Linked DNA regions of Mus musculus: regions 1, 2, 3 and 4 are each linked to region 5. Evidence: chromatin contacts called from public HiChIP or PLAC-seq and promoter capture Hi-C data. All regions are on one chromosome and are shown on one strand. The core of a region is the stretch at or near the end of the contact, and the rest is flanking DNA. Distances in the headings are between cores, read along the strand shown. Region 1 holds the start of Crhr2 (corticotropin releasing hormone receptor 2). Region 2 overlaps 9130019P16Rik (RIKEN cDNA 9130019P16 gene). Region 3 holds the start of Wipf3 (WAS/WASL interacting protein family, member 3). Region 4 has its middle 14 kb from the start of Mindy4. Region 5 holds the start of Znrf2 (zinc and ring finger 2).

The links. Promoter capture Hi-C pulls out the DNA fragments that hold promoters and counts their contacts. HiChIP or PLAC-seq counts read pairs in DNA pulled down with a chosen protein or histone mark.
Region 1: an H3K27ac HiChIP or PLAC-seq map of embryonic stem cells shows a contact between it and region 5, with 2.4 times the contacts expected there. The contact joins the promoter of Crhr2 here to the promoter of Znrf2 in region 5. A contact is called at or near these places in 3 of 39 promoter capture datasets (the C10 cell line, embryonic stem cells and liver), 2 of 115 datasets of contacts at active chromatin or transcription factors (embryonic stem cells and pancreatic cancer cells) and 2 of 9 other capture datasets (adipose tissue and pancreatic islet).
Region 2: an H3K4me3 HiChIP or PLAC-seq map of embryonic limb bud shows a contact between it and region 5, with 3 times the contacts expected there. The contact joins the enhancer-like site here to the promoter of Znrf2 in region 5. A contact is called at or near these places in 5 of 39 promoter capture datasets (the 3T3-L1 cell line, 3T3-L1-derived adipocytes, frontonasal cranial neural crest and 2 more), 2 of 484 Hi-C or Micro-C datasets (the N1E-115 cell line and cortical neurons) and 3 of 115 datasets of contacts at active chromatin or transcription factors (embryonic limb bud and embryonic stem cells).
Region 3: a promoter capture Hi-C map of stem cell-derived epiblast-like cells shows a contact between it and region 5, with 4 times the contacts expected there. The contact joins the promoter of Wipf3 here to the promoter of Znrf2 in region 5. A contact is called at or near these places in 2 of 39 promoter capture datasets (hippocampal neurons and stem cell-derived epiblast-like cells) and 1 of 115 datasets of contacts at active chromatin or transcription factors (pancreatic cancer cells).
Region 4: a promoter capture Hi-C map of liver shows a contact between it and region 5, with 3 times the contacts expected there. The contact joins the enhancer-like site here to the promoter of Znrf2 in region 5. A contact is called at or near these places in 7 of 39 promoter capture datasets (the 3T3-L1 cell line, 3T3-L1-derived adipocytes, the C10 cell line and 3 more), 2 of 484 Hi-C or Micro-C datasets (liver and nephron progenitors), 4 of 115 datasets of contacts at active chromatin or transcription factors (embryonic hindbrain, extraembryonic endoderm stem cells, kidney and 1 more) and 2 of 9 other capture datasets (adipose tissue and pancreatic islet).

Annotation. Positions count from the first base shown.
Region 1 is chr6:55,131,359-55,136,113 of GRCm38.p6, forward strand. Crhr2 (corticotropin releasing hormone receptor 2) reads right to left here and starts at 1,658. Exons shown (of 13, transcript NM_001288618.1): 1 at 1,412-1,658. The coding sequence starts at 1,483.
Region 2 is chr6:54,385,282-54,390,375 of GRCm38.p6, forward strand. The region is part of intron 3 of 9130019P16Rik (RIKEN cDNA 9130019P16 gene); the gene reads right to left. Among named protein-coding and RNA genes, the nearest start is that of Wipf3, 42 kb to the right of the region's middle. Within about 2 kb of position 3,785, at least 16 of the 459 cell types and tissues checked have an H3K27ac peak or open chromatin away from gene starts, as enhancers often do. A contact at or near this core is called in embryonic limb bud, where this site is marked.
Region 3 is chr6:54,427,777-54,432,514 of GRCm38.p6, forward strand. Wipf3 (WAS/WASL interacting protein family, member 3) reads left to right here and starts at 1,910. Exons shown (of 9, transcript NM_001167860.2): 1 at 1,910-2,084. 9130019P16Rik (RIKEN cDNA 9130019P16 gene) reads right to left here and starts at 2,445. Exons shown (of 14, transcript NR_033635.1): 1 at 1,545-2,445.
Region 4 is chr6:55,187,145-55,191,865 of GRCm38.p6, forward strand. No RefSeq gene overlaps it. Among named protein-coding and RNA genes, the nearest start is that of Mindy4, 14 kb to the right of the region's middle. Within about 2 kb of position 3,072, at least 3 of the 459 cell types and tissues checked have an H3K27ac peak or open chromatin away from gene starts, as enhancers often do. A contact at or near this core is called in liver, where this site is marked.
Region 5 is chr6:54,814,260-54,819,333 of GRCm38.p6, forward strand. Znrf2 (zinc and ring finger 2) reads left to right here and starts at 2,657. Exons shown (of 5, transcript NM_199143.2): 1 at 2,657-3,213. The coding sequence starts at 2,757.

The DNA of each region.
Region 1 (4,755 bases), core at 408-2,907, 320 kb after region 5:
GTGGGCTTGCACGGCTGGCCGTGTTCTTCCTCTGTATGCTAGGTCCCCTTTGGAGCCACAATGCTCCCGCTGCTTTTCCACCACACTGCTGCCTGGCTCTCAAGTTCCCATTTCCCTGGGGGCTGAAATCTCAGAATAGTTGGCCAAGCACCCAGAAACCAATCCTATTACCAAGAGGGCCCAGGGAGAAGAAGGTTGAGCTTGGGGGTGGGGTGGGGCCATCAGAAAGACCAAGGTGTATTTATTCTCCAGCTGCTGATACGTTGAGGTGACTTTGGGCAAGGTACTCATTTCTCTCTCAGGCTGGGGACCTTAGAGAAGGCACAGATGGGCCTAGGCTGGCCCTGAAGGGTGTTGAGACTCATGGCCCATGCTTCAGACTGGTACCCACTTCCTGGCCCTAGCCGGGCCTCCGGTAGGACAGGACCCTCATGTCCTCACCCCTGGCACCCACAACTAGAGTTTTCTCCATGCAAGCACCGTGCCTCAAGGCTTGACATGTGTCATCCCAGTTCTTCTCCAGGGTGACCCTGTTGAGGGAGTATCTTTCTTTTCCTGTTAAGGTAACTGAGGCTGGGTAAGTTTGAGGAGCCTGTCCAAGCTGGCAAAAGCCATTGTGCCTCAGATAGCAGACGTTCACTGCGTGTCTGGAATGACTGTCTAATGGATCAGTCCTAGCACATCTGGGGGCACTGAGGTTTAAGATGCTATCCCTGAAGTTACTCCAGGGCTCTGTCTCTTGGGATGATTTGAAGGTAGTTTTTTTTTTTTTTCCATGAGAAGTATAGTCTTAGGAAGGTAACCTTGCTCTTTGGGCCTCAGTTTCTCCACATGTAAAATGAAAAAACACTTGGCAGTTGATTTCTTCCACACCCTCTTCCTCAGATCTCTCTCTCTCTCTCTCTCTCTCTCTCTCTCTCTCTCTCTCTCTCTCTCTCTCTCTCTCCACCATCCTTCATACTAACTCCTCAGAGGGACTGCTTCTGGGTTAGGACCAGTAGAGGCAGGTTTTCTCCTGGCCCTCTCTGGTCATGGCTCATTTGATACTGGGGGTTCATAGCGGTGGAGACAGGCAGTGGTGGGTGAGGGGAGTGCTTTCTGTTGGAAAGGGTAGAGAAGAGAGATGTGGGGGAAGGAGCTGCAGGGTAGGCTTGACAGCAGAGCATATCTAGAGAATTAACCATACAGGACAGTCCCACCCAGGATGGTGTCACCTCAGAGCCCCATGCTCAGCCTCACAGGCCTTCCTCTCTCATTTTGCCTGACGTTCGTATCCTTGCTTCTTTTTCTGTCCCATCTAGGTATGAGACTCTGTCTCCTTTTCAGAGACATAGACCCCCAGTGCTACCCAGCCACCAAGACATGAGACTTCCCTCCTTCCCTCTGTCATAGCCCCAGCACACCCACTTACCTGGAGCACTGGAAGCAGGGAAAACAGGCAGAGGAGAAGCTGTGCACTGGGAAGAGAGCCTGGGGTCCCCATGGGACAGCAGATCCTGCCGCTCGATCGCTCCAGGGATGGGGACCAGAAGTGGCTGCTTCCAAAGGAGGTCTGTCCGGCCTCTCTCTTAGGCCTGTCCTACCCTGCCCGACCTACCCACCAAGGTAAAGCCCTGGGCACCAGGGCATTCTTCACCCGCCTCCCCCAGGGTAGCAGTGACACCACCCCACAGTCGGCCGCCTCCAGGTTATTTATAGCTGGCTCTGGGCAGCAACTTCTGCAGGCGGCCAGGGGACAAACTCCAGTTCCCAGAGCAGGGCTTAGTGTGTATGGTCTTCCCACCAGTATTGCTGGGGCTGTAGCTCCTCAGAGCCAGGAGGGCCCGAGGATTCATGGGGGTTGGCTGAGACTACTGGGACCAGGACTCCCCACTTGTTTGAGCAATCCCAGTTACCCAAGTTACTCTTCAAACTGGCCCACAAGCCTAGAGGAGCGTGGAAATCTGCATGTTGGTGTAGCTCACATGGGGAGGCCTGGACAGTGGGGAATGTGAGTGTGATCCAGTCTTGCACAACTCTTCTGTATGTTTGAAATTATATCAAAACAACAACAACACAAACCAAAACAGTAAGAGCATGTGGGGGAGGGAAACTCCAAGGGATTTGGACTCCAGTGCTGGGATGCAGATCCTGAGTCCCAGAACCAGGTGGGGCTGCGCATCCCTGCTCTGAAAGGTGACAGGTGCAGGGCTTGGGAGCACACAGGCTTTGCTCCTGACAAGTGGACCTATTGTGCAGGGGTTAAAAGCTTAAGCAGTGGTTGTCCCCTGGCTTTGAGGGGAAGGCATTCTAGGAATGTGATTAAGAGGGTCAGGCTTTTCCTGGAGATACAGCCATGCAATAGAGGCTATGGAGAACTCAGAAACTCTGTTTCCTTTGGTTGTTCTGCCTAAAATAATTAATGACTGGCTTTCCAGGGCCTCTTCTCCATCTCCTTGGGCAACTCTCTTCCCTGATCCTGCTCTTTCTCTCTCTCTCTCTCTTTCTCTCTCTCTCTCTCTCTCTCTCTCTCTCTCTCTCTCTCTCTCTCTCTCTTTCTCTCTCTCTCTCACTCCAATCTCAGAGCCTCAGTGGGACCTGCCAAGGCTCATAAATAGGAACTGTTCTCTGATTTTTCTCTGCCTGGATGAGTGTGGCCTTCCCCTCCTGTCTCCTCTTCACTTTTCCCTCCTTTTTGGCACAGAACTTGGCTCCATGGTTGGTGTGGTGCGAATAGGCTTGGCCCCCATAGATTCATGAGTTTTGGCCTATGGGGAGTGGCACTGTTAGGAAGTGTGGCTTTGTTAGAGGAAATGTATCACTGTGGACGAGAAGTTTTGAGGTCTAAAATGCTCAAGCTACACCAAGTGTGAAACAAATCCAGCCGCCTCCTGGCTACCTTCAGATCGAGATGTAGAACTCTCAGCTTCTCCAGCACCAAGTCTGCCTGCACCCTGCTGTGCTTCCCGCCATGATGATAATAAGCTAAGTCTCTGAAACTGTAAGCCAGCCCCAATTCAATGTTTTCCTTTATGAGAGTTGCCTTGGTCATGGTATCTCTTCACAGCCATAAACCCCTAGCTAAGTCACTTGGTACAAGGGAAATCTTCAAGGGAAACTCTGAGGAACAATGGCCCAGACTTCCTGTTCATTTTGGAGATGACAGGGGTTAGGGAGGGAACTTCTTTCCCAAGTCCTAGGCAGGAAGTGACGTTACTAGACTCAGGCAAATGGTCCCGATCAGAGGGGGCTCTTGCAGGAGGAAAGGGCTCAACAGTATTTGGAATTGTAGGCTCGGAGAGAGCTGACTGGACCAGCGGAGGAGGGTGTGCAGCTTTGTTGAGTCCTCTTTGTGGAGCACACCTGGTGCCTGTCTCACAGTGGGTGCCAAGGTCAAAGAGGACATCTTCAGGACAAACACCACAGTCTCCAAGGAAGGGAAAGAGGAACGGAAGGGGAGGGAAGGGGAAAGGAGGGGAGCAGTGGGTAGAGAAAAGGTGAGCGAGAAAAGAAAAGAGATGAAGGGAGGGGATTGTAGGAGCTCTGGGCAGTTCTTGTGGTGAGCTTGGGACTTTCTGGGACAGGTGTTGCAGGCACCTTTTGAAGGGCTTAGGAGAATGGGAAAGGGAAGACCTCCAGTGAGTTGGAGGATTCAAGGTGAGCAGTAGGCAGGAGCTGGGCCAGGACAGGATGGGTAGAGCATAGCCAGAGTCCAGCTGAGGTAAGGATGGTGTGGCCCAGAGAGTGAAAGACAGGTTGATGTTGACACTCAACACACTTTCCATCCTGGCAGGTTTGCCTGGGTTGTCTGATCACCATGACACAATGCCACATGTAGGGTGGTTCTGAGGGCTGGGGAATCTGAGGTGTGGTTGCAGTTGCTATCAGTCTCAGTGGAGGAATTCTTGATTTGTAGATGGCGGCCTTCCTGTGTCGTCTCAGGGTCTGCTCTTCTTCTAAGAGAAAGAGTCTTTCTTGGGGCCACATCTGCACAGCTTCAACTAACCTGAAAACCTCCCAAAGGTTTCAAAGCCGTTTGGAGTAGGGCCAATCGTGAATGTGGGAGAGGGGCATACACACTTAGTCCTTAGAAGTGCTGCTGTCTTGGCTTTCCTGCATTTCCAAATATATGTCCACATCCAACCTGGAGCCCTATTTGAAGAACTGCATTCAAAAAACTAGATTTCCTTTTCCTTAAAACCAGATCGAATGCCCAAGCATCCAGCAGTTTTCCCTTCAGGAACAGCCCTAGCATCACTGACTGACAAGAGCCCCTTTGTCTGGAGGTATCATTGATTCTCCAGAGCTCCCTAAGGGATCAGGCTGCAGCTTTGCCTGTGCTTTTTCTGTTGGCTGTCCTGCATCATCTCTCTCTCTCTCTCTCTCTCTCTCTCTCTCTCTCTCTCTCTCTCTCTCTCTCCTCATCTTTTTGAGGTTATAATACAATTACATCATTTCTCCTTTCTCTGTCCTCCCTCCAAACCCTACCTTATACCTCATCTTGCTCTCCTTCAGAATCACAGCCTTTTTCCCATTAATTGTTGTCATATATATATTACATATACATCCTTAAATATGTAAGCATAACCTGTATAATGTTATTTTTTAACTGTTTATTGATTTTTTTGTGAATTTCACATCATGTACCCCAGCCCTGCTCTTCTCCCTGTCCTCTCATATCTGCCCTTCATTCTTGTAAGCCCCCCAAAATAACACACACACATACACACACACATATACCCCAAAGCAGAGAAGATATAGAAACTGTAGTATGTC
Region 2 (5,094 bases), core at 2,535-5,034, 430 kb before region 5:
CTGGTTACCCCTGACCAGAACGGTTTCTCTATGACATATGGGACTGTTCCAGATATGACTTTTACACTGGTGCTGGTCCAGCCAAGGCAGGCACAGAATTTAAAGATGTTATCAAATGTGATCAGGAACATTAGAACATGAAACTCTCACTTAAATAGCACTGGTGGTGTGACCACTTTGTAAAAACAGCATCACCTAAAAGCACCCAAAAGTTAAAACATTCTGAACTTCAATGAACTGGTTAATGGAAACAAATTATGGTATATTCATTTTATGGGATATTGCATAGGAAAATGGGTAAAATAATGTATATAGCCATATAGATGAATATCAAAATCCCCAATAGAGATGAAAGGTAAAACACAGACTGTATGAGTGATAAGTGATTTCATCTAGTGAAAGTTTACTAATGGTAAAATGGCATTGATCGGAAGCCGGCTGGTGGCTATCTGGAGTGAGGGAGCAGTGTGGAGGACACCTGGGGAATGATCAGACCCTTCAGGAGAATGGTGGACTTCTACATACAACTTGGCAGTGATAGAGGTTAAATGTCTGCATACGATCATCAAACTTTACCAGTCAGTGATCCTCACACAGGTGAACCATACATCTCAATAACACTGGAAGAAAGAAAGGAAAGAAGGGAGATGGAGGGAGGGAGGGAGGGAAGGAGGGAAAGCAAGCAGGCAAGCTGAATATGGTGGCACACATAATCTCAGCTCTAGGAAGGCTGAGGCAGGAGGATTCTGGGAATTCAAAGCCAGCAAGGCCTTGTTTCTAAGTAAGTACGCAAGTAAGTAAGAAAGCATGTGCCAAGAATAACAAATACTTTTGAAAGCAAAGGAAACGGCTTACAGGAAAGTAATACAATCTCACTGGGCCTCAACAAAAAGAAGAAAGAGAAAAACTAGAGTAGACTTCTTTTACTTGATGTTAATCACAGATTCTTTTGTATTCCGTTGTAACACAAGTACAAGCAGGGAAGACCAGTGTTCATTTTAGACTTCTTCATATGGTGTCAGACACCAAGAGTCAAAGACACGGCTAGCCCTTGCTGCCCCAAGCATTGGCAATGGGGGGACATACACCTTTGGAGCCAGCCTTCAAATTCAAAGGGTGGTGTCTATAGTCTGTGAAAACAAACTGCCATTTTCACGATGACATTTACCTTGCTTTTTTTTTAATGGTTATGTGGATGAATTGAGCCTGTTTCCAATGGCAACATCTCCAAGTCTCAGGAACAGCAATTTTACATCAATTTACTATTAATAGAAAACAGAACAGCAAGCAGACAGAGCAAGCAACTTAGCGCCTACTACGGCTAGCAGGCTGGTGAGCAAGTGGGTGAGCATGCCATTTGCAAGGATGCTGCTGCTTCGATGGGTGAGGTTATATAGCACCAAGCCCTCTGATGAATATCACACACAATGACCTTGTAGGAACAGAGTCTTTGAGCTAAAATCAGCTTTGGAAGACAGCTGGAATTCATTATTTCAAAGAGAAAGAAACTCAGTCCCAAGAAAGGGAGTTTACTGAAGGTCATTTGACTAGAACAGGGTAGAGCCGTGGCCAGAGGCAGGATATAGACCTCTTAGTCTGAGATCTCTTTCAACTTAGGATTTCCCTCTTCCAGTTGTCAGTTCGTGTGTGTGTGTGTGTGTGTGTGTGTGTGTGTGTGTGTGTGTGTGTTATATGTATACTATATATACAGCAGAAATCAGCAAGTTGAGGAAGTTTAAAAAAAACAAGCAAACAAATCCCTCTATTTTCATGCCTTACTACCTGTTACATTGTGGGTGCAGATGTGTGTGTGTGTGTGTGTGTGTGTATTAAAAATCTCTTGTGCTGAATACCAAAACTTTACCAACCTGATCTACCCACAGGAAAGCTGAGACCAGCAACTAAGGTTAAACAGGGTTCCTGTCTATCACTGAGAATGGGAAGCAATGTGGCAAGCCTGCATCTGCCAAGTCAATACAGAAAGAGAAAGCAAACCACACCTAGGGACTGTATGTGGAAGGGGACTTAATACAGAGAAACTGACTGAGGCCATATGGTAGACTCCCACGAATGACCCCAGAATGCTGTAGAACTGAGCGGTCTGGAACCCTGCCACACCTATTCCAACTAAAAAGGTACAAAACCAAGAGATCAAGACGCTTATCTTGGAAGTCCTGAGTATAAGGGGGGAAAAAGGCCTCCCAACTGAGGTGCAGGACCAAACAGGAGTCAGTGGGCCGCGATTCCATGGCTCCTGCATGACTGCATGCCACTCACAGGTCTGGAGAATGAACACTGGACCACTTCCAGGGTGGGAAGGAAACAAACTCCACTTATGCCTATGCCTGATCTGGGTCCATAAAAAGGCAACTAAAAGATGCCCCTGCCCAGTTTCCACCATCTAGTTTCCAATGCCTACATCCTGTTTGTGGGATCTAATCGGCATTCACAACATAACAGGCGGTAAGACACGAAAATAGAGGGATCTGCTAGCTTGTGTTTTCAGCTTCCTGATTTCTGCCTTACAGAATATACAGTAAGTTGAAGGAGGAACAGGGGAAAGACTTAGGAGGCAGAAGGATGGTCTTGCAAGTCTGATGACCCGAGTTGGGTCTCAGAATCCATGTAAAAATCCAGATGCAGGGGCTGAAGCCTATGTTCCCTGCACTACCGAAGTGAGAGGGAGGCAGGGGCGGGAGAATTGGCTGGCTGCTCAAAAAGCACAGAAAGCTCTGAGTAACCGAATGTCTGGAGGCAAACTCCAAGAACTGTCTAACCCCACTGCAAAGGGAAGCTCAAGGGGCCAAGCCAGCCACAGAGCAATGGGCAGAATGAATTAAAAGGTTTAGGCCAGTAGCTTATAACTAGGCAATTCAGTCTTTTTCTAATGCAGAGAAACAACTGCACATACAAATTGAGATGTCAGTTTCATATTGCTTGCAACACACACACACACTAAACATTAAGAGAATCAGAGTGTTGCTGATAAAATAAAGGTGGAAAAAACTTTCTCAGGGAGTTCAGTGAAGCCTTCAACTGGAGGAGTGCAGAGTCCCAGAAGGACCTCCAGGGACACATGGTTCAGTGAAACAAAGTGATTTTACAATGTACAGTGTGGTGATGCTCACTGAAGAAAAGAACACCTTCAATGCAGGAAGGACTTTATGGGCTACAAGCCAGCTACTCGGAAGGACTAACCAGGGGAACTGCCCACTGGTCCACACCCCTTCCTAGGCTCTTAGACTCACAAACATATTAAGGATGTGAAAGGCCAGGGTAGGGAGAAGAGTTCTAAAACATCACTGGAAGAAATTTCCGGAGACAGGAGCATGCCTATTATCCACTGCTGAGCACCAGAATGGCCTTGACCTGTTGCATGCTCTCTAATCAATGAGAGGTCAGAGCTAATGACAAGCTAACTTAACTTACAACCAGGAGCTTGGAGTGAAAAAAAAAAATCCAGGAAAATAATTTCTTTGTGGATGAGTCGGGGAGCCCTCCTGCACTGAAATGAGCCTGTTAAGCTCTCGGAGTGGACGTGGGAGAGGAGGACACAGATTTCCTTTGACCAGAAGAGCCACATCGAAGATAAATCTGGGGAACAGAGCCTTTGAAGTCCTGGCCAAGAGGAGCTACCTGCAAGGGCAGTGATCTGGTTGCAGCGGGGAACCAAGAATGGAACCCATTGTCTGCAGGCAGCAGCAACACCAGCACTGAGGGCAAGTGAACTAGGGTGTGTCTGCTGGTTAAGGCCTCTATCACAAAGGGCCCCAAACTGTGCAATGTAAAACAAGAAATGTGTTTCACAGATGTGGAAGCTAGGAGGCCCAGATCAGAGTGTGAGGAGGGCCTGCCTCTATGAGGAATTTTTCCAGACCTCTTTCAAATGCCTGCCAGCTGCCCACAAACCCAGGTGTCTGCTCACTTGTAACTAAATGACTGTCTTTTCACATGGCCTTCCTCCTGGCGCTCTCCTCTGCGTACCAATGCCTGTGTTCTTAGGAATATCACTCATTGGGTATAGGGCCTATCCTAATCCAAGAAGACTTCCCTTTTAGCTTAATTACATCTGCAAAGATCTTGTTACCAAATAATGTCACATCCTAAGATACTGGGCTCTAGAGCTTCCACCTATCTTTGGAGGAAAGAGAATTGAACCCACAACACAGGGAGAATGAGGACACGCAGGAGAAGAGCCATCTGTAACTAGTGTGAGAATACAAGGTCACCATGGTGACCACTGTAATTCTGTCATCTCTCTTCCTTCCTCCTGCCCTGGGCTTGGGAAGCCAAGTCAGCAAGGGGAAGCAAGCTAGGAAGGGAGGGAGCAGGTCAATAGCCACACAGCAGACCCCAAAGCAGATGGCTAGCAGGCTGTAGGTGGAATTTCAGGCCAATGAGATATACTATAAGAAAAGGAGGAGGAGGAGGAGGAGGAGGAGCCGGGCATGGTGGCACATACCTTTAATCCCAGCACTTGGGAGGCAGAGGCAGGCAGGTTTCTGAGTTGGAAGCCAGGCTGGTCTACAGAGTGAGTTCCAGGACAACCAGGGTTACACAGAGAAACTCTGTCTCAAAAAACAAAAACAAGAAAGGAGGAGGAGGAGGAGGAGAAGGAGATGGAGAGAAGAAGAAGAAGAAGAAGAAGAAGAAGAAGAAGAAGAAGAAGAAGAAGAAGAAGAAGAAGAAGAAAGTAGCCAATACCTTAGTACTCTGGACTTCACATGCATACAATTGTGAAAGCACACACAAGTGTAAATGTATACACACATACACACAGGCATAAACACAGGCATACATAAAGAATAGAATGGTGAACTCATGTGTGTGCCTCTTACCTGGCTTTAATGATTAAAAATTCATGGCTCATCATATTTTTATTAATAAGCACAATGACCTAAATTCAATCCCCCAAAATCACATGCAAAAGTCAGATGTGATGGCATGCACACATGTGTAACCCAAGTGCTAGGGAGATGGAGCAGTGGCTCTCTATGCTCACTGGCCAGCCAGCCTGCCTAATTGGCAAACTCTAGACCAATGAGAAACACTGCTTCAAAAAGAAAGAGGGGGGAAGAAGGAAGAGAGAGGGGG
Region 3 (4,738 bases), core at 660-3,159, 390 kb before region 5:
AACGATGGGAGGAGATGGGAAGGTTTATTCTTCTCAAGTTACATTTTTCCACTAGAAATACACTTAACTGTAAGATTGGACCTCTAAAAACTGTTATTTCCCAAATAGGACTCTCCTATTTGGAACAAAATGGGTAGTAAATAAATAAATACTAGTGTAAGAAAGAGAGAAGGAAAGAAAGAAAGAAAGAAAGAAAGAAAGAAAGAAAGAAAGAAAGAAAGAGAGAGAGAGAAGCCCCCATATCAGTGGTTTATACAAACAGCATTTTTTTTTTCCATCTAATAAATAGACCAGAGTTGGATAGCTGCTGGCTTTGTCTCAGGTGCTTAGCAACACCACACTGTCTCCATCTTCTACTCTGTTGTAGATAGTGGTGGTAACACATTAGTTGTTTCTTGGTTAAAATCTAGGTGTAGCATCACTAGATACTGAAGCATAAAGAGAATAGGGAATGGAAGGGCAGAGGCAGACAGACAGACAGACAGACAGACAGACACACAGATACACACAACTCCCACTTCCAATTTATCAATCCAATGGAGGTCGCCAGGTAACAAGTGCCTTTACTAGCCAAGCTATCTCATCTATTCCTACTATATTAACTTTGATAAGGTTTATTATGGTTGTTGTTGTTGTTGTTTGAGGGGCTTTGCTTTGTTTTCTTTTGGTAGTACTGGGAATTGAACTCAGCTAGTGTGCTAAGAAAGTCTCGGTGATCAGGAAAGGCACTGGCACTATAGTCTTTAGTCTTTAACTGGTCATCACTCTGGATTCTGTCCATAGAGACGATGGGGAGAGCGGCTTAGGTATTTGGAACGTGGCTCCCAGAGACTGAATCCTGTTGCAATGTCCAGAGAAAAAGGATGCAAGAAGGACCACTTGTGCCATGAGACACTGGGTTCTTGAACACAACAACTTCATGATGTTTTCAGCCCCAAATAGCCCCACTCTGCAGACACCATCACTTTGAATCAAGCATTTAAAAAGCTGAATTAGTATATCCTCCAGAAACCGCCCAGCTTGTAAGATAAATGACTGGCCATGCAACTAGTTTGTGCTTTGGGGCTCCGTAGAAGACCTGGTGGGATTTCTACATGGCCATGGAAATAATTCTTCTCTGCAAATTGAGCTTTCCTTCCTTTTCGAACCAGAACACAAGTATGCCTAAGATGTGAGAGGCAGGAAATGCCAGCCTGAATTGCTGCACTTGGAGCAGCTGAGTGTACACAGGAGCCTCAGGCATAAATCTCCAGCATTCTCCAAGCTCTGGACAGCCGGACAGGGAAATGGGACAGACTCGCTTCACTCTAGATTTCAAACTGCCTTCTTCCCACTTCTGCCCCACCGGAAGCTACTTACCTCCCTGTGTTACCAGGATATTTTGTGCTCACCTATCTCTGAGAGCAAGCTTCTCTACCTCCCCCTCCCGCCCCCCAGCTCTCTCCACCCACACACCCACCCCTGCCTCTCAAGCCCAGGTCTGAATTGGGTGTCCCTCTGCTTTGTACACGTTGGATGTTCTCTTGGCTCCGTATTGTAAGTACCTGCTTGTGCTCATCGGGACAACCGGCTGTCCCATTCTCCTTTTGTCCCCTTGCATATACGCGCTGTCTGGGGCTTAGCGAGGGCTCAGAAATGTTTGTAATATATAGACGAGGTGGCGTGCAGGGGAACTCCAGCCCTTGGCCCCATTGTCCCCGTGGCTCACACTCGGGACTCTGTACCTGGGAGCTGCGCCGCCGCGCAGCCAGGACCGCCTCCTGGGTGCCAGAGCGACCCCGCCCTCTGGACCGCGTCCCCGTGCGCTGGGCGGCGAGGCTCCAGGGCGGCCGCCAGGAGCAGGTGGGGGCGGCGGCTCCGCCTCCGCGTCCCGGCAGCGCTTAAGCCCGGCTGGGAGCGAGCGAGGAGCGCAGAGTCCAGCTTAGCCGGGCGCGCAGAAGCAACGCCAGGCACTGTCTGCAGCCCAGCCGGGATCCTCGAGGCGACGGGGACGACGGAGACGACGGGGACGACGGAGACGACGGGGACAGCGGGGACGGAGGCGCCAGCTAAAGTCCAGTCGGCCGGGTTACGGCCAGCTGCAGGTAGCTGCTCTGCTCGCGTCCGGGCCCTGGGTTAAGTAAGTGGCCGATTGGGGTTGTCGCGGAGGGTATTGGGGACAGTCCCGAGGTAGAGTGGCCTCCCGCGTTGTCAAAGACGCTGGGTGAGTGAGAGTGCCCAGGACCCTCTCCAAACTGTAGTCCCCAGCCGCGACTACGTCTGGGAGCTGCTCCGTGCAGCCCTAGCGGCAACCACTCGCTCCCTGCCCGCCACGGGTCGGAAAGGGACCATGGCTACACCAGGTCACCTCAGGGCTCCCTGGTGACCTCCCAGGACAGCACTCTTCCGTTATCAGCTTCTGGCACGGAGGCCTCTTAGTCTGATGCCCCAAGGGGGCTCTGCTTCCCTTCCCCCACGTCACCCCCCACCCCTCCCCTGAGAACAAAAGGGCGGATCTTGCTTGTGTTGGGGATGTTAAGGAAGGGTCCCTGGCGATTAGGAGAGATCTGGGAACCTGCACAATCAGACAAGGACTGAGGATACTGGACCATTTCCCAGAAAGAAAGCCAATTCCTGAGGGAAAAAGTGACTTATCCAAGGTCACACAGTTCCTGGTGACAGAGTCGGGCCAGGAGCTGAGTCCTGACTCCCCGAGGCTTATCTGTAAGCCTGCCTAGGTCAGGAGCCAGAGAGTGTATGTGTCTGTCTATCCATTATCTCTAGCCATTTACATCTGGCCACAAATGGCCTTTAAAGTCCTTTGGAGGTGTGCGGGACTGGGTAATTGTGGCCATTCCCCCGGATACCTAGCCAGGAGCTCACGGGGAGCAAGCTTGGGAGAAGAACACGCTCTCCTGTAGGATGCCAGGCATCCATTCCCCTGTGGAAACAATGTCTTCTGTGTGCTTGGAGTGTCTGCCATGAGTGTGAGAACCTGAGTTGGGTAGATGTTCTGCCCAGAAACCCAGGAAGCCTGTCTAATGGCCTCAGGAAAAACCAGAAGTATCTCTGACACACACACAGTCTGGGGACTCTCTGAGGAAAGTTTCCAGTGGGACAGTGGTATTCCTCTTCTGTGCCTGGGGTCCTTGGATGTAAGTGAGAGCATTTGTTGGGCAGACTTGTGTGACTTTAAAAGCTTGTGTGCCTCACTGTCTTTGCCTTCGTCACCTCAGAGAGGGCCAGGAGAGGGTTTCTTGCTGCCAGTTAGTATTATAATCATCAGACACTCTAGCCTTGTTTTTAATGTTCACTCCTTTTACTTTCTATGTAAGTATTTTTCGGGCATGTATGTCTATGCACGACTCTGTGCCAGGAAACCCCTAGAGGTCAGAAGAGGGCACTGGATCCTCTGGACTAGAGTTAAGGATGTAATGTCCCTGAACCACTATGTGGGTGCTGGGAATGAGTCCTAGTGTTCTACAAGATCAGAGTTTCCACTGATAAACTACCTGTCCAGTCCCAGCCTTCTCCTAAAAGCTGTCCTCTCTAAACTGTAAAGTAGTGGTAGAGGTCAGAAGTGGACTGCCTTTGGGCTTCCTACTGGCCTGGGCAGACCTTCAAGGCACTTTAGGTCTAGACATGCTCCCCATACATAGAAACTCAGGAAGTTGTGTGCTTTAGACTTGTGCACATCACTTGGGGCTTTTTTTTTTTTTTTTTTTTTTTACTTCAATAACAACGTAAGTGGATATTTGATGCTGAAGGGCACTGGGCATGGCAGGGCACAGGCTGCTGAAGTCTGCCAGCTAATGTACTTTAGAGATGCATTTTAAAGCAAAACCAAATCAGGAAAACAGGGAGAAGGACAGGGGAGAGAAAACCAGTGGGGAAGTAGCAGGAAATGGCCAGGCACTGTAGATGCTTCCATATGCATTAACTCAAGCCCTGTGGTTCCTGTAACTATTGTGCCTTTCCACAGATGAGAAATGCAAAGAGACAGGGGTTAGCTGAGTGTGCCGAGGACAGGGACCTGGGTCTGTACACTTCAAACTGGAAGTGCACCGCCCACATCCAATTGTTGGTGCCCAAATCTGCGCAGAGATGTCAGGCTGCCTTGGTAGAGCTGCTGTATACCCCTTTTTAGTCCTTCCAGGAGCCTCGGTTTCAGGCACTTGGGAGTGTGACTTGGTGCTACACTGAGTCAGCAGGCAGCAGAAGGGGCGGAGGAGAGCGCGTGTGTCTAAGAACATTCAGTTTCAGGAATGGGAGACAGCCAGCTGGCCCAGCCTGGCAACGCTCTTTTTAGGCGATTATTGTTCAGCAACCGTAGAGTACAGGTTGAGATTTTGCAGTCATTCCAACACACACACAAAAGGGATAATAGAGCCAGAGAGAGAGAGAGAGAGAGAGAGAGAGAGAGAGAGAGAGAGAGCCGCCACATCAAATGCAATTAGCACTGAAGAACAGACAGGGTTTTCACCAGGTAGCCTCAACTTTCCCTGCCTTCTATGCTTGACAGATATAATAGATATCAGTGCTAAAGTTTAAACATCTATTAAAGGGCAGGCAAGATGGCTTAGTGGGTAAAGGAGCTTGTGCCAAGCCTAAAAACTGTAGTTCAACCCTCAGAATCCACGTGGTGAGAGAATTGACCCTGCAAATTGTTTTCTGACCTCCAGAAGTTCAGTGACACACACACACACGCACACACGCACACACACACACACACACGCGCACACACGCACACACGCACACA
Region 4 (4,721 bases), core at 1,822-4,321, 370 kb after region 5:
TACATGAGGAGTAGGTAAAAATTGACAACTACCTCTGCACATAAGGCGGAGGTGCACTAGGACCCTGAAGCCGACAGTCCGGAGGCCGAGCAGCAAGCTGGCTTTCGCCAGCCGCTTTTGGCCTTTTTCTGGACTGAGTAGTTTGCATTTTATCTTGCTGGTACCTTTCTCCCTTATAACGAACTGCTTCCTCCTCCAAGTCCGTTTCTTCAGAGGAGCTAAGTCCTTCATCTGATTCTGAGCTACTAAGAGCTAGCTGCTTAAACTCATCTAGTGGTGGGTAGAGGCTCCTTTCCTTATGTGCCTCTCCAGCTCGATCTCCCTTCTTCTCTCCCTTTCCATCCCTTTTTCTAATCTCTCCCAAGGCATTCTTTCCTTTATATCTCTTTTCCTCGGGCTCAAGGCCCATGGAAAGGCCTAAATTCTTCAGTGCACTTTGTTTCCTCTCTACTTTTACTCTCTCTCCCCGCTTGATAGACTTTCTTGAATTTCGTCCAGAACTTTCTGCCCCACTTCTACCATTTGCTGACAATCCTCATCTGTAAAGCACAATTTCACCAATTTCCACAACAGCATGATCCCCGCTTTAAGTTTGCCGTTCTGCTGTTCCCTAACTAGATCTCCTTTCAGTTTGTCCCAAGAGGCGACAGTTACGACCCTGAGCAAGCATACCATGGTGCCACACGGTCTATCTCCCTGACAAATCCCTCTAAGGTCTTAGTGGCGATTTTTAGGCCACAGTGCTTCAGGACTGAGCATAAGGCCACTACTATAGAATGGGAGATTCCCATACTGCTGCTGTCTAGTCCTGACCGCGACTGAAACTGGTCGCTGTCCAGGCGCTGTCCAGGCCTGACCGCTACTGAAACTGGTTACTGTCCAGGTGCTGTCCAGGCCTGACTGTGACCAAGAACCAGTCAGCAGTTCCAGCGGTGGAAGCAAAACGAAATAGAAAGAAAAAGTGCAATCGCCGTGCAAACAATCAAAAGGGCGTCTAACTCTGGAGAAATTTCAAGACTGTACGTACCTTGCAGAGCCTTTCGTCCCGCAGTTCTGGTTCTGCCCCGTGAACGAGGGATCTTCCTTGCGCCGGTGTGATGGTATAAAGTTCCTGGGTTCCTCGGCGCCACTTATTGCGTCTCACTTGACCGGCAAGAAAGACGCAACCACCGGAATCTTCTGCGGCAAAAGCTTTATTGCTTACTTCTCAGGAAGACCCTGAACCGGGAAAATGGCGCTGCTTATATAGCCCGCAGCCTGACGTTTCAGCACCTGATATGGTGTGACAGCTCCTGATTCGTTGCTCACCCATCACCCCACTATTACGCCCTGAGAATGGGCAGTGACTAGGAGTGAGTTCACTCTCGCACCTGCGTACAAGGCTTGTTTACTAGTTAGGCACAGTGGAGGCCAGCACCATCTTATAATGGCGATTTCTCGAGGCATGCACGGCTCTCCTCAGCGATTGCTTGCGGCACACACGCGATTGCTCACTGCACGGCTCTCCACATATATTAACTAAAATATGGCTTCTTTCTTGCTTTACATTGTTTGCTTTTGAGTCTTAGCTGAGAGGAAAAGAACTGTGTGGTCAACCTGTGACATCTGACTCTGAATCAGATGAGGAACAAGAGGGGAGTATGACCATTTTGTTCACTGTTTCTTGTCCCTACCTCTAACTTCCCTAAAGGAAGGCAGCTTCTATGAATTAGCAATTCAATCCTATTGCATGAATTGTCTCATTGCTTATGACCAAATGCATGGCAACAAGCTGTTTAAGTTAAGGATGGTTTATTCTGGCTCACAGTTTAAGAAGGACTATAGTTCATCAAGGTAGGGCAGGCACAGGGCTGGGAACATGAGGGGACGCTGTGTTTGCTGTCAGGAAGCAGACTGCAAACACAAGGTGGGACCAGGCTATAAAATTTCAAGGCTCACATTTAGTGATCTGGTTTTTTCCCTACAAAGTTTCACCTCCTAAAGGTTTCACAACCGTTCAAAACAGAACTGTCATCTAGAGGCCAAATATTCTAACCCATGAGCCTATGGGGTCAGGGAACTGTTATAGTTAAGGTCTCTGTTGCTATGAGACATCAGCCAGAAGCAAGTTGGGAAAGAAAGCGCTTATTTTCAATGAAGGTTATACTTCATTGTTAAAGGAACTCAAGTCAGGAACTCAAGAGAAGCCTGGAAGCAGGGATTGAACAGAGACCACAGAAGAAATGCTGATTATTGGCTAGTGGAGCCTTCCCATTTTCAATCATTCAAAAAAAAAAAAAAAAAGGCCCACAAACTTGCTCAAAGGACAACCTGATAGAGGCAATTCTTCATCTGAAGTTCCCTCTTAGGTGACTCCAGCTTATGTCAAATTGACAAAAGCTAACCAGCACCTTTTACACTCAAACAGCAAAATTCCACTCTGGGCCCCATAACCTCATGACCAGTTCATGATTCAAATCACATTTATTCCAAATTCCAAAGTTCACATAATCTTTAACAGTCCCACTACTATTCAGAAGTCCAAAGTGTCTTATGTGACCCAATGTAACCTCTTAACAGTAAGTCCCTAAAAATAAAATTTTAAAACTTGATTATTTCCAACTTACAATGACAGTGTAAACATTGCTATTCCAAAGGGGAGGAATTGAGACAAGGAAAGATTGGAACAGGGAAAGACCAAAACCAGCAGGGCAAACACCAAATCTTGTATTTCCGAATCTGACTATGGAACCCATGATGAAATTATTTGGGTTTCAAAGACATGGGTAACCCCACCCCCAGTTCTACTGCTGAAGTGCATATCCCCTCTGGACCATGTCTACAGATTTTGTTTGCAGATATTCTACTGTCTTGACATCTCCATTACAATTTAGGCTTCACATTCACAGCTTCATGCAATGGCTTTTCTCTTTACAGGGGCTCCAACTCTGCCACTTATTTCCTGGCCTCAGTTGCCTTCAGGAATCTTGGTTGCAAACCTCCATGACCCCTTTACTCTTGTATAGTTCATGTCTGTAAAATCAGTACCACACGGATGCTGCTGCCAAGTTTTGCTCAATATGTAGACTGGTCCCCTACGACCACACTTGCATCAGTCAAAGTGTGCTGATCCTGGTGAAGTATGCCCCTGGGCAGTTATTTATTAAGCTCTCTGTTTTCAAATCGATTTGCATTTTTGCAAGATTGATAAGCCTTTGGTGGATGGGGTCTTGCCTTCAGGACACTGTTCCAATTGTCCCTTTAAAAGAGGCATCTCTTGAAATTGTGCGAATCTTGTCAACAACTAGAGCTGTTTTCTTTGTACCTGTCTTGTGTGTGACTTTAAACCCACTAAGCTGTACATTTTTTGTATCTTTCTGTTTTACCTGTTTGTTACCTCTCCTACCTCAGACTTGGTAAGAACAGTAATTATCAGGACTCGGCTTAAACGCTATCCTGTTTTCAGATGTCACCCGACAAACAAATTCTTCCTGTTTTTGTTTGTTTGTTTTGTTTTTTGTTTTTGTTTTAAATTCAGCCTCACTCAGACTCTTAGAACATGCACAGAACATGACCTTCATTGTCTACATTTCTCTCAGCATTTTGGTCTTCCAAACTGCCCCCAGAATGCCTGCGTGGGTCAGTGTAAAAGTTGATGAGGAGTGCCCCGGGTGTTAATCCCTCTTATTGCCTGGTCCCACACCTGGTATGGGTTTCAAATTTTCTGTGCCAATAGGCACTACTATAGTCTGTTTGTGAGATAACCTAAAGGGGCTGCAATTAGGGGCTGGAGAGATGGCTCCGTGAGTAACAGCACTGACTGCTCTTCCAAAGGACCCTGGTACAATTCCAGCACCCACATGACATCTTGCAGCAGTCTGTAATGCCAGTTCCAGGAGATCTGGCGCCCTCACACACACATTCGGACAGAATACCAATACACATAAAAATAAATAAATCTTTTAAAAAAAAGCTCCAATTAGAAGAACTGAGACTAATTAGACTCCTTCACCCTTTCATGTGAATACAGCACCAGTATACATTAGACAAATGGACACTGCTGGCCCGAATTCAGAACTTTCAATTTTCAATATCTAAAGTGATTTAGATAATTCCCTAAGATGGAATAGTAGTAGATCCAAGACTCCTTCCTCCATAAAACTCCCAGGTTACTTTACTTTTTCTCAGGGCTCTGGTTTATAACCATGCCCAGAGCTGGAATACACGGTTTCTGTTGGGTCTCCAAGCCTATATTTTTACAGTTTCTGAGATAGCATAGAACTCTTACTTTATGCCTCTTTTACCTTATGCTTCTGTTTCTGCCTCTCTAAGCCTGGAAAAACGTTGCTTGTATCTTTACCATTCCTAAAATACATTCTAAGCATTTGAAGTTTTCTGCCATCTTCAGACATACACAAACTGGTTATGGATGCAGAGATCACTGGGCTCAGTCTTGCAAAGGTTCAAATATCTTTTGGTATGAATAATATTAAAAAATAGTTTCATGTCATTCTACTCTATTAAACAGCTGTCTCTAGAGAGAGGATTTGGCTCTTCTGGCCACTCCTGACCCAAGCTTGTTTGTTTAATACAAAGTTTCTTCCAAAATCTCCCTCCTGGGTCAGGCTGGTCACCTGACTCTGTGCTAGGGGAGAGCAAAGCACAGCAACGCAGGCAGACACTCGATGTATGGATGACAGCGGCTCAGAGGCAAGCCATTCCAGCAGAGGTCACAGATGACA
Region 5 (5,074 bases), core at 1,407-3,906:
AAACTTTACAGTATCACAGTATGCTATAGACAACATGCATATTATTATTCCATAATAGGAAGGACGAGGAATTTGTATTTTCAAATAGACAGCGGATCTTCTGAGACTCTCGGCCACTCTGAGACTGGTCCTATGATCATGTGCACTTTAGACACTTGACAACAAACAGGCTTAGCTAAGGCAAAGGGCTTGGATTGCCCCAGTCCCAAAGTCATCACTGAATAGAATCAAGGTCTAATCCTAGCTAGACCATACTACTCTGGCGTGTGTTTACAATCCTGTCTTGATTCCTGTCCATTGCTTCTCATTAAAGAACCAATGGAGGTACCAGAGGAAGAATGCTGTCTTAAGGAACACTTAAGAGCACACCTAAGAACAAGTTTCTTACGTGTGAAGAACTGGTGGGGTGTGACAAAGCTACAGATTGTAAGTGAAGTCCCAGCTGCTTGGTAATAAAACACAGTCTTCATAGGATTACTATCTGGAGAGAGAGGAGAAGGCCCTAAGAGAAGCAGACCAAGGAAAGGACAGAGAAGAATCTCCTCCACACTGCTGCTGTCAAAGAGCAATAATGTAAGGGTACGAGTGACTTTCAAGAATCATTTTAGGGACAGCGTGGTGGCTCAAGCAAGTAAAGGCAGCAATCCCCCAGAACCTACAAGGAAGAAGAACTCCTGTGAGTTGTCCTCTGACACCACATGAGGCCATAGCTTGAGGTAGCCACATACATACATACACACGTACATACATATATACAAATAAATAAAAAGTAAAAACCCTTTTTTTAAAATAAAAGAGTGATTTTAATATGACAGGAAAACATGAATGCACTCTTTCACTGAAAAGCTACTATACTGCCATAGTCTGTTGAGTGTCTAATGAACACCTTAATGAGAGCTATGAAGCCATTGTTGCACAGCACTGTCTTCAGTCCTAGGAATGGGGTGACTGGTAACATCTGCAGGAAAAGGCATTTGACCACATGATGTAATACAGGATATATCATATGAAAGCTCAGAGGATATATCATATGAAAGCTCAGAGTAACTATATATCACGCACTATGCACATATATAAACATATATATGTAAAACTACATTTCTTCCTCATATTCTTCTCCCTTCTTCCTCTTTTTCTTCTTTCTTTCTCCCTCTTCTCATTGAGACTGGTTTTTGCTGTTTCTTAGGCTGACCTTGAATTCTAAGGTTCAAGTGATCCTCACGATTCATTCTCTCCAGAAGCTGGGCACTACAGGCCAGCCTGTTCATAAAGCCTCATTTCTCCTATTTACAAAGTCCAACTTGTGGCTGAAGCGATGGCTCAGCGGTTAGGAGCACTAGCTGTTCTTGCAGAGGAACTGGGTTTGATTCCCTGCACAGCCATGTGACATCTAACTATAACTACAGTTCCAAGGGATTGAATACCTTCGTCTGATCTTCAGTCTGGGCACCAGGCACACGTGGGGAACTTACATGCAGGCAAAACATTTATACACACACACACACAAATTAAAAACAAACAAACAAACAAACAAACAACCCTCCATTCCCTTATCTTCTGAAAGAATGTCTAGAATCACTACTTAAATGACTCACCACAAATACAAAAGCGTAAAACAGCGACAGTGCATTTTTGCAGTTTGTACAAACACACTTGCACATAGACAATGCTACCAGTACCCGCCAAATGGGAGGGTCAGAGCCTGCTAGACCAAGCACCACACACAGGAAGGCATTTAGAATCCTGTTAAGTTCCATTTAGAGAAACCCACAAGATTTTAAAGCTACTATCGCTCTGGAGATTTAACTCAAACATTCTGGGCAAGGAAGCTAAAGTCCAAAAAGGTAAAACAATTTACAGCCTGCATAATTTGGCTTGGTGTTAGGCCCGAAGGCTGGATCTCGGGAGAAGATAGTCTCTGCACCTCAGTTTTTGCTCTGCCTTTGAAGGTCAAGCTGGATTATCGTTCGTTCTTCCAATTTTTTGCTCTTCCCTTCCCCTAGCATAATTCTGATCAAGTTGGCTTCAGCCTTCCCCTTGTTTCGTTCTGTCCTTCGCTCCTGTACTGTTTTTTGTTTTAAATCGTCTTCATTGCTGAGACTGTTGTTTGCTTAATCAGTGTATACAATACCAACGAAGGTCATTATCTACCCACTCAAAGCTCCAGACACGGGATACTGCCACGAACGCCCTAGCCAGGAAAAGGTGCACTTGGTTTTCTTCAGCGCTCACAGGCCACGTGCGGCAGGAGGGGCCGCCTTCTGATTGGTGGTGGGGGAGTCTCCTGGAGGGCGGAGCCACCGGTCTGTCCATCACCACATGCTGGGCGGGGCCTGGGCGGGTCGGCCTAGTTGTAGGGCAGAGCTAGAGCAGCGGGACCCAATCTCTGCGCTTTGCCTCGATTCGGCCGCCGCTCCTCCAGTGCCGGCCGCGAGGCGACGGTTGCCGGGGCGCGCGCCGCCCGTTCCTCTTTCCCGTTGCAAGCGGCTGGCGCGCAGGGAGGCGGCCCCCAATCCGGCCGGGCGCCTCCCACTCTCCGAGCCGCCGGGGAGCCGGAGGATGGCGGCGGTGACAGCGGCCGCCCGGGAGGAGGCGGTGCGGAGGCCGCGAAGCGCGGCAGCAAGCGGCAGCGGCCCGTCGCGGCGGCCCGGCAGCGACCGCGTCCGCACGGCTACCTGAGCGGCAGCCGCGAGCTGCGTCCCGCCTCTCTCGCTTGCTCGCTCGCTCGCTCGCTCGCGGCCCGGGGCGGCGCGGACATGGGCGCCAAGCAGAGCGGCCCCGCCGCCAACGGCCGCACCCGTGCCTACTCGGGCTCGGACCTGCCCTCCGGGACCGGCAGCGGCGGCGGCGGGGCGGACGGCGCTCGGGCGGCCCGTTTCGCGGCCCCGGTGTCCGGCGCGCAGCAGCCCAGCGCCTCGGCCGGCGCGGCGGCTGCAGCGGCGGCGGCGGCCTCGGCCCCGGCAGCGCCCCGTAGCCGCTCGCTCGGCGGGGCGGTGGGCAGCGCGTCGGGCGGCCGCGCGGCGCAGTCGGCCTTCAGCATCCCCAGCGCTGGCGGCGGCGGCGGCCCGTACGGCTCACAGGACTCAGTGCACAGCAGCCCAGAGGACAGCGTCGGCGCTAGGGACCGGGACCGGCCGGCGGGCGGGGGCCCTGGCGGGCCGCGTCTGGTGATCGGCTCGCTCCCGGCCCACCTCTCCCCGCACTTGTTTGGAGGTACGGCTCCCTGCCCTGGCAGCGGCTCCCCAGCTAGGGAAGCGCACCCCCCACTCCCTCCTTGCAACGCGGTGAATGGAAGAAGTATTGTTTTAAAACAAACTGACGAAACAGCCTCGTGGTTGTAGCTTTTAGTACCAGGAAGTCAGGGGAGATCAGTGGCTGAGTGTAGTTCTGCCCCGGAGCTGAAGGGCGAGCAGTTTTAAAGGCCCAAAGCCAGAAGGGACTCACGTGGATGTTTGAGTGTTTGAAAAAAGGAAGTTATCTCTCCTTTGGATAGACTCCTAACAAAGCTGTGATCCTTGCGTCTCTGTAAATAGCCCTGCCTACTTACTGGATACTTGTTTTCTGGTTAAATGTGTTAATGCAAAGTGTTGCTTCATAACCCCCGAAACTGCTACTTTTACAGTGTGGCTAATGTCACTACTGCTTAGTTTGAAGCGGATTGTGGAAAAGTTCAAGAACAGTTATTTAAAGAGATAATCTTTATAATGATCACAACTCTACCTATAGAGGCAGTAATTGGGCAAGGTCTTTCGAAGAGCGGTGTTCACTAGAGTTAAGGAACAATTTAGAGATCAGTGATGTGCTTTTAATTAAGTTGTTTGAAACAGGAGAAAGGGTGCAGTTGATCCTGAAAATGTGAACTTAGCCGCATATTGCCACCTCCTTTCGGTATGAGACTGGTATTATACATTTACACGTAAGCACAGAATGATGTAAACTATATCCCTTCAGGTTTTTTATTTGTTTGTTTGTTTGTGTATTTTTTTGAGTCAGGTTTTCTCTGTGTAGCCTTGGCTGTCCTGGAACTCACTCTGTAGACCAGACTGGCCTCGAACTCAGAGATCCACTTGCCTCTGCCTCCCAAGTGCTGGGATTAAAGGCGTGTGTGCGACCACGCCCGGATCATCCCTTCAGTTTTAAAAACCCTTTTATTCATGTGTTTGAAACTGTAAGACATGTGGTGAAGCAGTGTTTACTGATTCCTGTTCCAAAGCAATCAGAAGCTAGTGTTGGTTCGTGAGAATGTCATGTGTAGTTTCTACCATCTTAATGGTATTTTGCACGCTTGGTATGAAAGCACCTAGCTTTTAGCTACCTTTATTATTTTTTAAGTGTTTTTATTTGTTTTGCTTGTGAGGTTCTGGGACTGTAACCTAAGTTACTGAGCTTGTTAGGCAAGCTCTTTACCACAGAGCTAACACCTAGCCTGACAAATAACTTGCTTTATGGTAAGTTCTGCAATGTCAATAATTACAGCAGTGTTTCTGAAAGTTAAAGCATTTTTTTTTTAAATCTTGTTTTTTGAGGAAAAGAATATGTCCTTAAAGTGATTTGAGGCACTGTAGTTTCCTGAGAATTGGAGAGTAATGGTACATTTAAAAAATATTTTTTTAAAATTAAGTTTCATTGAGCAGTTATCATCACAAATAGGAACAAGAAAAAGGACTAGGAAAAGTATTTCGAAGTTAATATTTTATGTACTGAATACTACTTTTATTCAGTTTTTCTCAGGGCTGATGATTCTCTCTGACTAGAGTCGTCAGTATGTATGTATGTTTTTATTTTGTTAAAGTAACTGTTTGGAGCAAGGCAGCTATCTGGCCTTCCTGCTATTCCTAAAAAACTGGCAAGACCTATTTGCCAAGTGTTGGAATGCAAACCTTTTTTTAAAAGCTAATTCTTGTAGCTTTGCTCATCCAGATCTCTGAGGTTGAGGCTTAAAGTCATCAATTGTGTGGAATGGTTTCAACTTTTTCCTCCAGTTCATTAAGAACTATCACAGACATGTATTATTCTTGGGACATTTGAGAAAAGTAATCATTTATGTGAGAAACTTCAGTTGACAAAGGCCTAA